3 separate regions of the Mus musculus genome follow, and all the other regions are linked to region 3. Evidence: chromatin contacts called from public HiChIP or PLAC-seq data. All regions are on one chromosome and are shown on one strand. The core of a region is the stretch at or near the end of the contact, and the rest is flanking DNA. Distances in the headings are between cores, read along the strand shown.

Region 1 (3,003 bases), core at 65-2,564, 210 kb after region 3:
TAAAAGTTTTAAAGAAAAACAGCTTCAAAGTCGCAATATTAGATCAAGGAGCTATAGGCAGAAATCTGTTCCTAATTGTGACTTTTTTCTTCCAGATTTAAAAAAAAAATAGATTGTGTACTTGACTAACTCCAAAGTTGTCAGTCAAAAGTGACTTTCCTGTCACAGATCATCCGGTGTTTGCTGAGCGGCTATTGCCGCATGCAACCTCTCAGAGCTCTTGGTCTGTGAGAAAGGCAGATGCAAAGGAACGCAGGATGAGGGATTCCAGAGACGTGGTGACCAGAATGTAGGCAGAGGAGGGGAGACACAGGTCATCGGAAGTCGGAGTGGGAGGCTGGAGGCCGGGCTGAGTGCTCAGGAAGTACTCACCCATTGCTTGCTGTTACCTAGGCTCAGCCTGGGGGGCTGCTGGCTTCAGTGATGCACACATTCTGTTGCACCCCTCCCCCACTCCCCCAGGAGGCAGACACAGATCATCCTTCTCATTCACGTGTGTGTGTGTGTGTGTGTGTGTGTGTGTGTGTGTGTGTGTGTATGTGTGTATGTGTGTGTGTGTGTGAGAGAGAGAGAGAGACAGACAGACAGACAGACAGACAGACAGGGATGCACAAATGCAGCTATGTGCTTCCGTGCACACACACGCCCCCTGTAAGTTTGTGGAGGGTCTGGGAGGAATTGACTTTAGAACAGGGTCTTGACTGAGGTGGTGGGGGTCAAGCAGAGCAGCCATGCTGTTTTGTACCTTAAACATGTCCTTAAACGTCCCTGGAAAAAGAAAGCAGCCTTTTCCAGTGAGGGAGAAGGACGCCTCTCCATGGTTATAAGTAGATGCTAGGTTGGCATTTCATACTTGCTTTTTTTTTTTAAAAATAGATTCGTAACTATTTTTTTAACCAGACTCTTAACTGTGGGATTTGCTTAGCAAACCTGAGTTGCAATTCCACTTGTAAGTGGTCTTCTCCCCCAAACTGCCATTTCTGGTGTCAGCTACAAGGACCTAGCACAGAGCTTGCAGCACCTCCCTAGCTCAGGCCCAGCTCCAAGGTCAGCTTTCTGAGTTGAGGCTGCGGGGAAGTTCATGCCGAATCCCCAAGTCCTGTCTCAGCCAAGGTGAGGCCTTGGCTAGGAATGGACAAACCCCACCTGACACACACAGACACACACACACACACACACACACACACACACACTACCCATGGTTAGGTGTTTACAGCATCTAATCTTCAGCAATTAAAGAGAAGAAGTGTGGGTGGGGTAAAAAATAGCAATACCCACATTGTGAAGTCTTTGAGAAAAACAGGAAACTAGTCTTTTTTAACCAGTGATGCCCAGAACTGGTTATTGCAAAGAGCTTGTTTTCCTAATGTGATGTGGTCAGCCCAGCTGTGGCAGAAGTTGAATTCTGCTCATTATGACGGGCGTCTGTGGATTCATTTAGCTGACAAACCTATAGACAGGCGAGCATAATTATCAGTGGTAACCTGGTCATTATGGCCGGATGGTGTTTGGGGAAACAATGTGCCCCAGTCCTGAAAGCCGGTGAGAACATATGAAATAAGAACATTTGACCGACCCAGAGTTATTTCCAGGAGTTGTAAACGAACCAGGCCTGTTTGTTGTAAAGGAGCTGATAGAGTTTCTGTCTTCATTATTTTATTTTATTTTATTTTAATTTTTAAGTTGACAGGCAGCACTGGGTGTTAGTATATATCATTTTGTGACTTGCTCATCAGCCCAAGCTTCATGTACAATGTTTTAAACTTCTCGTTGTTGGCACCCAGTGTCTGGTTTCAGTTAAATCAGTTGAGAATTAAAAGTGGGGTCAGAAATGACTTTCATCCTCCTCAAGGTCACATGGATTCCCTTGCCTTGGTGGGCAGTGCAGAAAGGAACGACCTTGGGGAACACGATTTAGGCAATTGTCAGCTAGACTTTTGGCCTTGAGGAAAGTGTAGGCTGCTTCAGAACCAAAGCAAAAGGAGAAATCCCCATGGTCTCCACTGCAGTCTTTCACTGGGTTAGTGTCAGACAGGCGGAGGAGGCTTCCCCTCTACTTCCTGCTGTGGGTTCTGGGTCACTGGGGAGCCCATCTCCACCAGCCCTCTCTGCAGACTGTTTCTCAGTGGCGGTGTCATCTCAGGGATGAAGGGGGGCTAGACTTTTTCAACTGCTTATTGTTTTGTTTTGGGTTTTTTTTTTTTTTTTTTTTTTTTTTTGGTTGCCAAGCCAAGCTTTGGGTCTGTGTAGTGGAGGCTTTACGCTTGCCTGTTTGTATCAGACTTTACAGTTGTCTCTTTAATAAGTAAGCTACTCGCCCTTCTCTTTTGTGAAGCCTGTTTTCAGTGCATGATCCAGGCAGCATGCCTGGGATTAGCAGTGCCCCCTCTCCAGCTGACTGCCCAGGCAGTTCCAAAAAAGGCAATCGTCCCTGCTATTGATTTCTGTGGAGCATCAGTCATGTTGGAGTTATTTACCACGAGAGAGGAGTAAGCGTCTTGCATCTGTCTCTTAGGTTTAACACAAGGGCACTGTACAGCAAGCCTGTCTCCATTCTGATCTAAGGAGATATTTTTTCCTCTCCTTGGAGGCAGCTTGGCCAGGGCAGTTAAGTGGATCTGGGGAGTATGAAGGTCTTGGTTTTTTAACCCCTTGCTGCTTCTTAGTGAAAAGGGAGGACAGTGGATGGATGCTGTCTGCCACTTAGCCCTTCCCAGGATGTGGTAAAGTAATGAGATAATAGTTGTTGAGTACACTCAAACGCAGATGAGAGATAGTTCTAAAAGTGCCAGCCCTTACTGGGGGGAAAAAAGCTAACAACAGAACTAGCAAACAAACATGTTTTATCAAGACTCAGATTTCAAATGCATCTTAAAATCTGGTGTTTCTGTGGGGAAAACAAAGCCCTGGGGCATTATGATAATGTTGAAGTGGCAGGAAAAAAAAAATGGATTGGTATTGCATTCACTTTGTACACGCTTCCATGGTGGTTTCTGTACATTT
Region 2 (3,366 bases), core at 97-2,596, 190 kb after region 3:
CCGCAATGCTCTGTCAGAGTGACAGTCTTGTTGCTAAGAGCCCTTTGCTAGTCGTGTAGGCAGGGCAGCCAGTAACATCAGGTACTGAGATCAACTCTATCACAGATCCCTTCTGTGTGGCTGATAAATTTGCATGACAACAGTGGAAATCTGCATTATTCGGAGAATCGCCAAGTAAGGCTAACAAGGAGGAGGACATAGCAAGCAGGCGAGGTGTTCAAATCCTGAGGCTGAATTTTAGGGTCTGTGATAGCCAGTTTCCTTCATTGTTCGCCGTAGGAAACTTGGAGGGGAACATTTTTAGATATTCAGATAGAAAATATGTCAAAATCCAGCCTTTTCTGATCTGCAAGCTGCACATATGTTTGAGTAGGATGGGAAAGGAACAAATAACTTGAATTATTATTATAATTGTGATACACGTAAAAAGATATTTTTCTCCTCATAAAACAACAACAACAACAACAACAACCTAACAATCCAGGCTTTATGCCATCATTAATATTTTGTCACTTGCTTGGTTAAGATCTCATCATTTCTTATTTTCATGCACCCATTTGTTGAACAGTGGTCATGCTCATGAGCTATTAATCTTAATGAGCACATAAATGTTCCACATGTAGCAGGTGTATGTAACACACACCATAATTATTCCTATAAATGATCCAACCACTTCTGAACAATTATAACCGCAAAGACAGGGAGCAGAATGTCAGCTTCTGTGGTGTACCTTGTTATTAAGTTTTATTCCACTTAAAAGCATGTTTTCCAGAGACAAAAGATTCACAACTGCAGTTTGTACTATTTTCCTACCTTCAGTTGAGGAAACAGCCATGACTATGGATCTCCTGTGGCGACTATGTATCTCCTGTGGTGACTATGTATCTCCTGTGGTGACAATGTATCTCTGGACTGCTTGAGTCTAATGTTCTTAGGCCATGTGTGTTATAAGCAGAAATTGTGCTTTGAAAGTTGTGAGTAGAATTAACAATGCTGTGGCATTTTGTGAGATGGCTGGTTGGTACTGTTTGATGCTTAGAAAGAGATGCTAAAACTTACTAAACAGCTTGTTACGGTGGGAGCATGTTTAAAGCAACTATTCCTGGTTCTGTCTGTTGAACTTAAACTTCAGCCACTTACTGTGGCACATTGACTTCAGGTCTGTTGTAAGAAAGTCTAAATGTAGGCTGTTGAATAATCCCTTTGAGGGCCCTGTGACTATTTTTATGCCTGGATATGCGTCATCAGTGGGTATTTTCTCTGGTGACTCGCTTACATCAGGTCTCCTTCCATACATTCTCCCAGCGAGTGACTTATGATTGATGGGAGCCACGGCTGTTGTTTAGCTTTATCTGTGACCTCAGCGAGTGGACAACAGGAATTTCCAGGCTGTTAAATTCCCTGCATGCCTGAAGACAGGGGCTCACGGTGTTGATCAAGGCAGGTAGTGAGGGATATTATTCACCAGTGATGACGGGGGAGGGACAGAAGAAGAAGGGGGAGGGAGAAAGAGGGGAAGGGAGGGGAATTCCTTTTGTGAACAGCCGAATCCCTGGCTCAGCTCTTTCCTTAGCTCTTCGCTGTGGCTGCCTGTGGGGAAAGGTGCATTTCCGGACCGAGAAAGTGGATAGTTAGAACCCCCGCTGTGGGCAGCTGGGGGAGGAGGGTGGCAACTCTGGGTTGGATAGAGCTGCATAGGATTCTAATTAGTTAAGAGGTTGCCTTTCATATCTGCTGGAAAGATCCATGAGCAGCTGAATTGTTGTTGCTGTTGTTAGCCATGAATAAGAGCAGAGGTTCTAAATTTTAAGATGTTGAGTAGGCACAGTGATAAGAATTTTGTGTTTGAGTTTAGTTGGCTATCCATGTAGCACTGATTTTATTTTTTAACCTGCACCTTATTTTGACAAGCTATGGAGACCTGTGCATTTGTGTATATGTGTGGAGATGAATTATAACTAACACACAGGAATTTTTAATTTGCTTCCTTTCCCACTTTTTTTTTTCTTTCGAACGAATGTAAGATTACTAAACTGTAGCCAGATTGGCCCCAATATCTAAAACGCTGTGTGTGCTCTCCCCCAAATGGTCTGTCTGTCTGTCTCCACACCACTTCTTTCCTCCTCTTTATCTTCCTGTCTTTATCATTTCCTCCTGCTACTTGTTTGCAGAAGTGATTCCCAATTTCCTGTGGCGTGAAGGAAGGCGGGGCTTAAGCAGGTGGGTGGGGGTCACATGTGAGGCAGGGCACACTAGGCTGCCTCTGTGGGTGGCGATCTTTCTGGTGATGATTTTGGTTTCTTTAAATGCCAATTAGACAAAATGTAAACACTCTTTTTACTGAAATGCAATTATAACATTTACTCATTTAGGTAGAATTACTTTTCTGGTCTTTTAAGACGATTTCCACTATGAAAAGAAATTACTGATTTTGCTTACCAATTTTGTTATTTCCCCCACACACCCCTTCCAAAATCAGGGCATTTTCTCTTAATGTAGCATTACCAGTCTTACTGCAACAACTTTCTTGATAGTTTGCTTCCTAGGAACCAAATTAGGAGATAATCTCTGCCTCTGGTACCCTGAGAAAGAAGTGTGGGGTGAAGAAACTGTCTGGAAGTATTTTATTCATAGCTCTTTGGTTTCATTCTGTTCCATGAAGTGGGCATGGGACATTTTGTAATTATTTTTGTCTCTTCCTTTCACATGAGCCTTCCTAATGGCAAAAACCTATCACCTGCCAAGTCATGTTGTTTCAGTTTTGGTCATTTAAAATTCGAATGACTGTAGGAGAAAGAAAGAGAGGCAGGTGCCAGGCAAAGCTCACCTACCCAAACCCTTTCCTTTCCCTTTGAGAACTCGCTCCTTGGAGAAGCAGGGTGACTCACAAGCAAGCAATTTATCGCTTGAAACTTGTGAGAGATTGAAATTCAGAGCTAGGGGTTTTGAGTCATTGGTAATCGAATAAATTAAGCTTCCTTAATGCATCTGATTAGAAAGAAATCACTTAAACATGGGTGAAGCCCTCTTGGTTGATTCCATTGAAGTATCTCCCAGGTGTCACTGGCAACTCGATTTGCTTTTTGAGGAGTGACAGTGTGTGGAAAGATCCATCTGAGGGGTAGGATGCGTCTATTCTCCTGTGCTCTGTGGTGTAGGGGGTGTCCTAAGGAGGTATACAGTTCTCCCTTTCTTCAAAATGAATGTATGCTTTTATGTGGAGGAGTGGGAGCGCAGAACCAAACACGGAGGAGGGCTATGCATTTTTCATTAAAAATACATTTCACAGAAGAATATAATTTGTGTGGGAGGGAATAGCTGCTTGTCCCTTGATTGCATTGTGCTTATGCCATATAAGAACTAGTT
Region 3 (2,973 bases), core at 275-2,774:
TTTTTTATAAGTTATCTTCATCATGGTACTTAGTCATAGCACTACAAAAGTAACTAAGACAGTGAGGTATAAAAAGTTGGGAGACAGATGAGGAGGAGTTGGAAGGAGCATGAGGGCACATATAATCAAAATATCTAAATGCAATTCTCAGAGATAAGATTTTAAAGTATGCTACCTTAAAAGACCTGCCATCAGTCTGCCAAAACAGGGAATTTGAATAAATGATTCAAAATGAAAAGAAAACAAAAACAAAACAAAAAACAAAAAAAAGGACTCCACTACTTTCATTTTCATTCTTCTTAAGACATTCTTTTCCCTCCCCATTCTCTCTCTCTCTCTCTCTCTCTCTCTCTCTCTCTCTCTCACACACACACACACACACACACACACACATCCCTACATAGACTCAACAGGAAAATTTTTAATTATCTAAGTGGGGTAGGTATTATTTCACAGTTCACATTTGAGGTCTGTTTCTACTCACTGATGAGGTTTAGAAAATGCCAGGGGGGGGGGGGCAGATGAATGAGCCAAATGCAGGGAGACTGTCCTGTGTGTTCTAATCACTTGGACTTAGGCATTTGTCTGCCACAGGAGTGAGAGCTGGCGACAAAGAATTCAATTAATTAAACAGAAAAATCCACCCTGATTTGGAACAAATTTCTATTTTAGATGCTGAATTAAATGGCTAACTTAGGTTATTAGTACTTATGAAATCAAATCTTTCCACAGTACTGTAGAGGTGCTATGACCACTGTATACTACAGTTACCCGTTTTACTGTTCCCAAATCAATTACAAATGGAATCATTCACAACGGCCACACTTTCCTTGGGCCAGAGCATGGTGGGTGAGAACCAGGAAATAGAACAAACCAATAATTTGTCAATTTCCTGAACTAGGGTCAAAGTTGTGGATGTTGAGTGCAACCGGGCAGCATACCAAGACATAGCTAAACAAAACTTTAGAAGGGGCAGGAATATGATCCCTGGGTCCAATCTTACCTACTTTACACCAAAGGTAGATTAAGAAGTCTTCTGACTTCTTCAAGTGGAAATAATTTGCTAATGACCTATTTTTAAGCGATACAATTCTCCTTACCTTATAGAACTTGGCAAATACTTGAGCGAGGGGAAAAGGCATTCCCACATTGGCAGTGGGAAGTCTGTAGAAGTTTTGTATATGGTCCCTCACTTGAGCACAGAATAAGGCGATGAAAGTTCCTAGAAACATCTGTTTCCAGCTGTGAGCTCAGCCTCATAGCACACATGTTGTTAGCAGCGTAGGCTTTGGGGAGCTCCCTCAAACCCTGCTATTACTAGTCAACCAAAGCAGTAGTCATGCTCCAGTTTTACTCAGAATTTAAACTGGTTTCAGTTTCCATGACTTCCAGTCTATTGTTGCTGTATAAATAGCCAGAGCGGGCGCTTCGAAGATTGCCACAAGTGGAAATGAAGCAGAAGTGTGCAAAGCATCAGGTTCTGATCACCAGAGATGAGTCAGAGAACAACTCTATGCTTAGGGAATTTCTCAAGTCATATCGTAAGACTAAAGATGTCTGGATCTCTGTCAGCTCCCTGTCAGCCCTCACAGAGTGTGGGCGAGGCATTGATGACCACACCAGGGAGTGCTATTCTCTGTGACTGTTGGTCAACATCCAGTGTCCTGTGTGACCAATACCAGGGAGGATTCAAATGAGAGCTGCAATGAGATAGCATTTTCTCATCAAAATAGAGATACAAATAATTCTAACTCAGCCAGAAAGCTCATTGTGGGAATGCAACTCAGACAAACACTGTGAATAACAACAGAGATGTAATAGTGTAGAGATTGCCGTGCTCTCTTGATCTGGTGACTCAGTTTCCTAACAGCAGCGGTTCTCAACTTGTGGGTTGACACCCCACTGGGAATCAAATGACCCCTTCATGGAGGTCGCCTAGAACCACCGAAAAACACAGATATTTACACTATGACTCACGACAATAGCAAAGTTACAGTTATGAAGCAACACGACACACAATTTTATGATTGGGGGCTCACCCACCGTATTAAAGAGACACAGCATAGAAAGGCCGAGAAGCACTGCCCTAAAGAAACCTCGGTATGTGAGAAAGTCAGCGTCAGCTCGCACTGCTTTACCAGAGTTGAAGCAATGACATGTTGTTGTTGTTGTTTTTAAATAGTGGACTGAATAAACTATGCTCGACTTATGCAAGAAAACTCTCACCTCATAACAAAAAGGTTTCAATCTTTGCAACAAAAAAATAGTGAACTAAAAACAGAGGCAGGAAATGGCATATTTTGACACTATTAAAATAAATCATGAAACAAATATAAGGACATGGTACGGGCACGTGCAGTGAGCAGGAAGAAACACCCAGAGATCAATAACACTGAATTCAGACTGGAGGGCTGGCTTGGCCTTGAGACAATTTGCTGCCTGTCTACTCCTGAGGATCTGACGCCCTCTCTGGTCTCTGGGAGCACACACATGTGGTGTACACTCGAACAGGCACACACAAATAAAACTACATAAACAGCACTAAACTCAAGTACTTCTGGAAAAGAAGAGGCCATAAGAGGAACATAGGCGCTCCAGTTGTGTTGATAATATTTAACTTTCATAACTGATCACTGAGTAGGTTGAAACTCTATTATTTTCTCTATTGTGTTTCAGTTCATCTTTTTTCGTATCCTATGCTACTATTTCAATCCTTTCCCTGTAACTCAGCCCCTCTAATTTTAAGGGCCGGGTAATCAGTGCAGGGTTGGGTGAGCTCAAAAAACCTAGTGGTGCACTATGTGCAAAAATCCGACAGCATCATTTTTTTTTCTACAGGAAAAGAAAATAGAAATTTGGCTTGGTGCCAATGAAGCGTAAGTATCTGGAACTCACTCGTGTGTTTTATGTAACCCACAGAATAAGGAAATTCACCCGGGAGACAGGCGCAAGGAAGAAGGCCTAATTTAGATT

What was found. HiChIP or PLAC-seq counts read pairs in DNA pulled down with a chosen protein or histone mark.
Region 1: a contact with region 3 is called in a BATF HiChIP or PLAC-seq map of CD8 T cells, with 7 read pairs. The contact joins two enhancer-like sites. A contact is called at or near these places in 5 of 484 Hi-C or Micro-C datasets (the C2C12 cell line, Th1 cells, adipose-derived mesenchymal stem cells and 2 more), 2 of 115 datasets of contacts at active chromatin or transcription factors (CD8 T cells and memory CD8 T cells) and 1 of 9 other capture datasets (pancreatic islet).
Region 2: a FOXA1 HiChIP or PLAC-seq map of pancreatic cancer cells shows a contact between it and region 3. The contact joins two enhancer-like sites. A contact is called at or near these places in 2 of 484 Hi-C or Micro-C datasets (cortical neurons and muscle stem cells), 2 of 115 datasets of contacts at active chromatin or transcription factors (effector CD8 T cells and pancreatic cancer cells) and 2 of 9 other capture datasets (adipose tissue and liver).

Annotation. Positions count from the first base shown.
Region 1 is chr10:14,043,902-14,046,904 of GRCm38.p6, forward strand. The region is part of intron 1 of Hivep2 (human immunodeficiency virus type I enhancer binding protein 2); the gene reads left to right. Among named protein-coding and RNA genes, the nearest start is that of Hivep2, 79 kb to the left of the region's middle. Within about 2 kb of position 1,315, at least 130 of the 459 cell types and tissues checked have an H3K27ac peak or open chromatin away from gene starts, as enhancers often do. A contact at or near this core is called in the C2C12 cell line, CD8 T cells, Th1 cells and 2 more, where this site is marked.
Region 2 is chr10:14,016,670-14,020,035 of GRCm38.p6, forward strand. All of the region lies in intron 1 of Hivep2 (human immunodeficiency virus type I enhancer binding protein 2), which reads left to right. Among named protein-coding and RNA genes, the nearest start is that of Hivep2, 52 kb to the left of the region's middle. Within about 2 kb of position 1,347, at least 164 of the 459 cell types and tissues checked have an H3K27ac peak or open chromatin away from gene starts, as enhancers often do. A contact at or near this core is called in adipose tissue, cortical neurons, muscle stem cells and 1 more, where this site is marked.
Region 3 is chr10:13,831,362-13,834,334 of GRCm38.p6, forward strand. All of the region lies in intron 1 of Aig1 (androgen-induced 1), which reads right to left. Among named protein-coding and RNA genes, the nearest start is that of Aig1, 36 kb to the right of the region's middle. Within about 2 kb of position 1,525, at least 108 of the 459 cell types and tissues checked have an H3K27ac peak or open chromatin away from gene starts, as enhancers often do. A contact at or near this core is called in the C2C12 cell line, CD8 T cells, Th1 cells and 5 more, where this site is marked.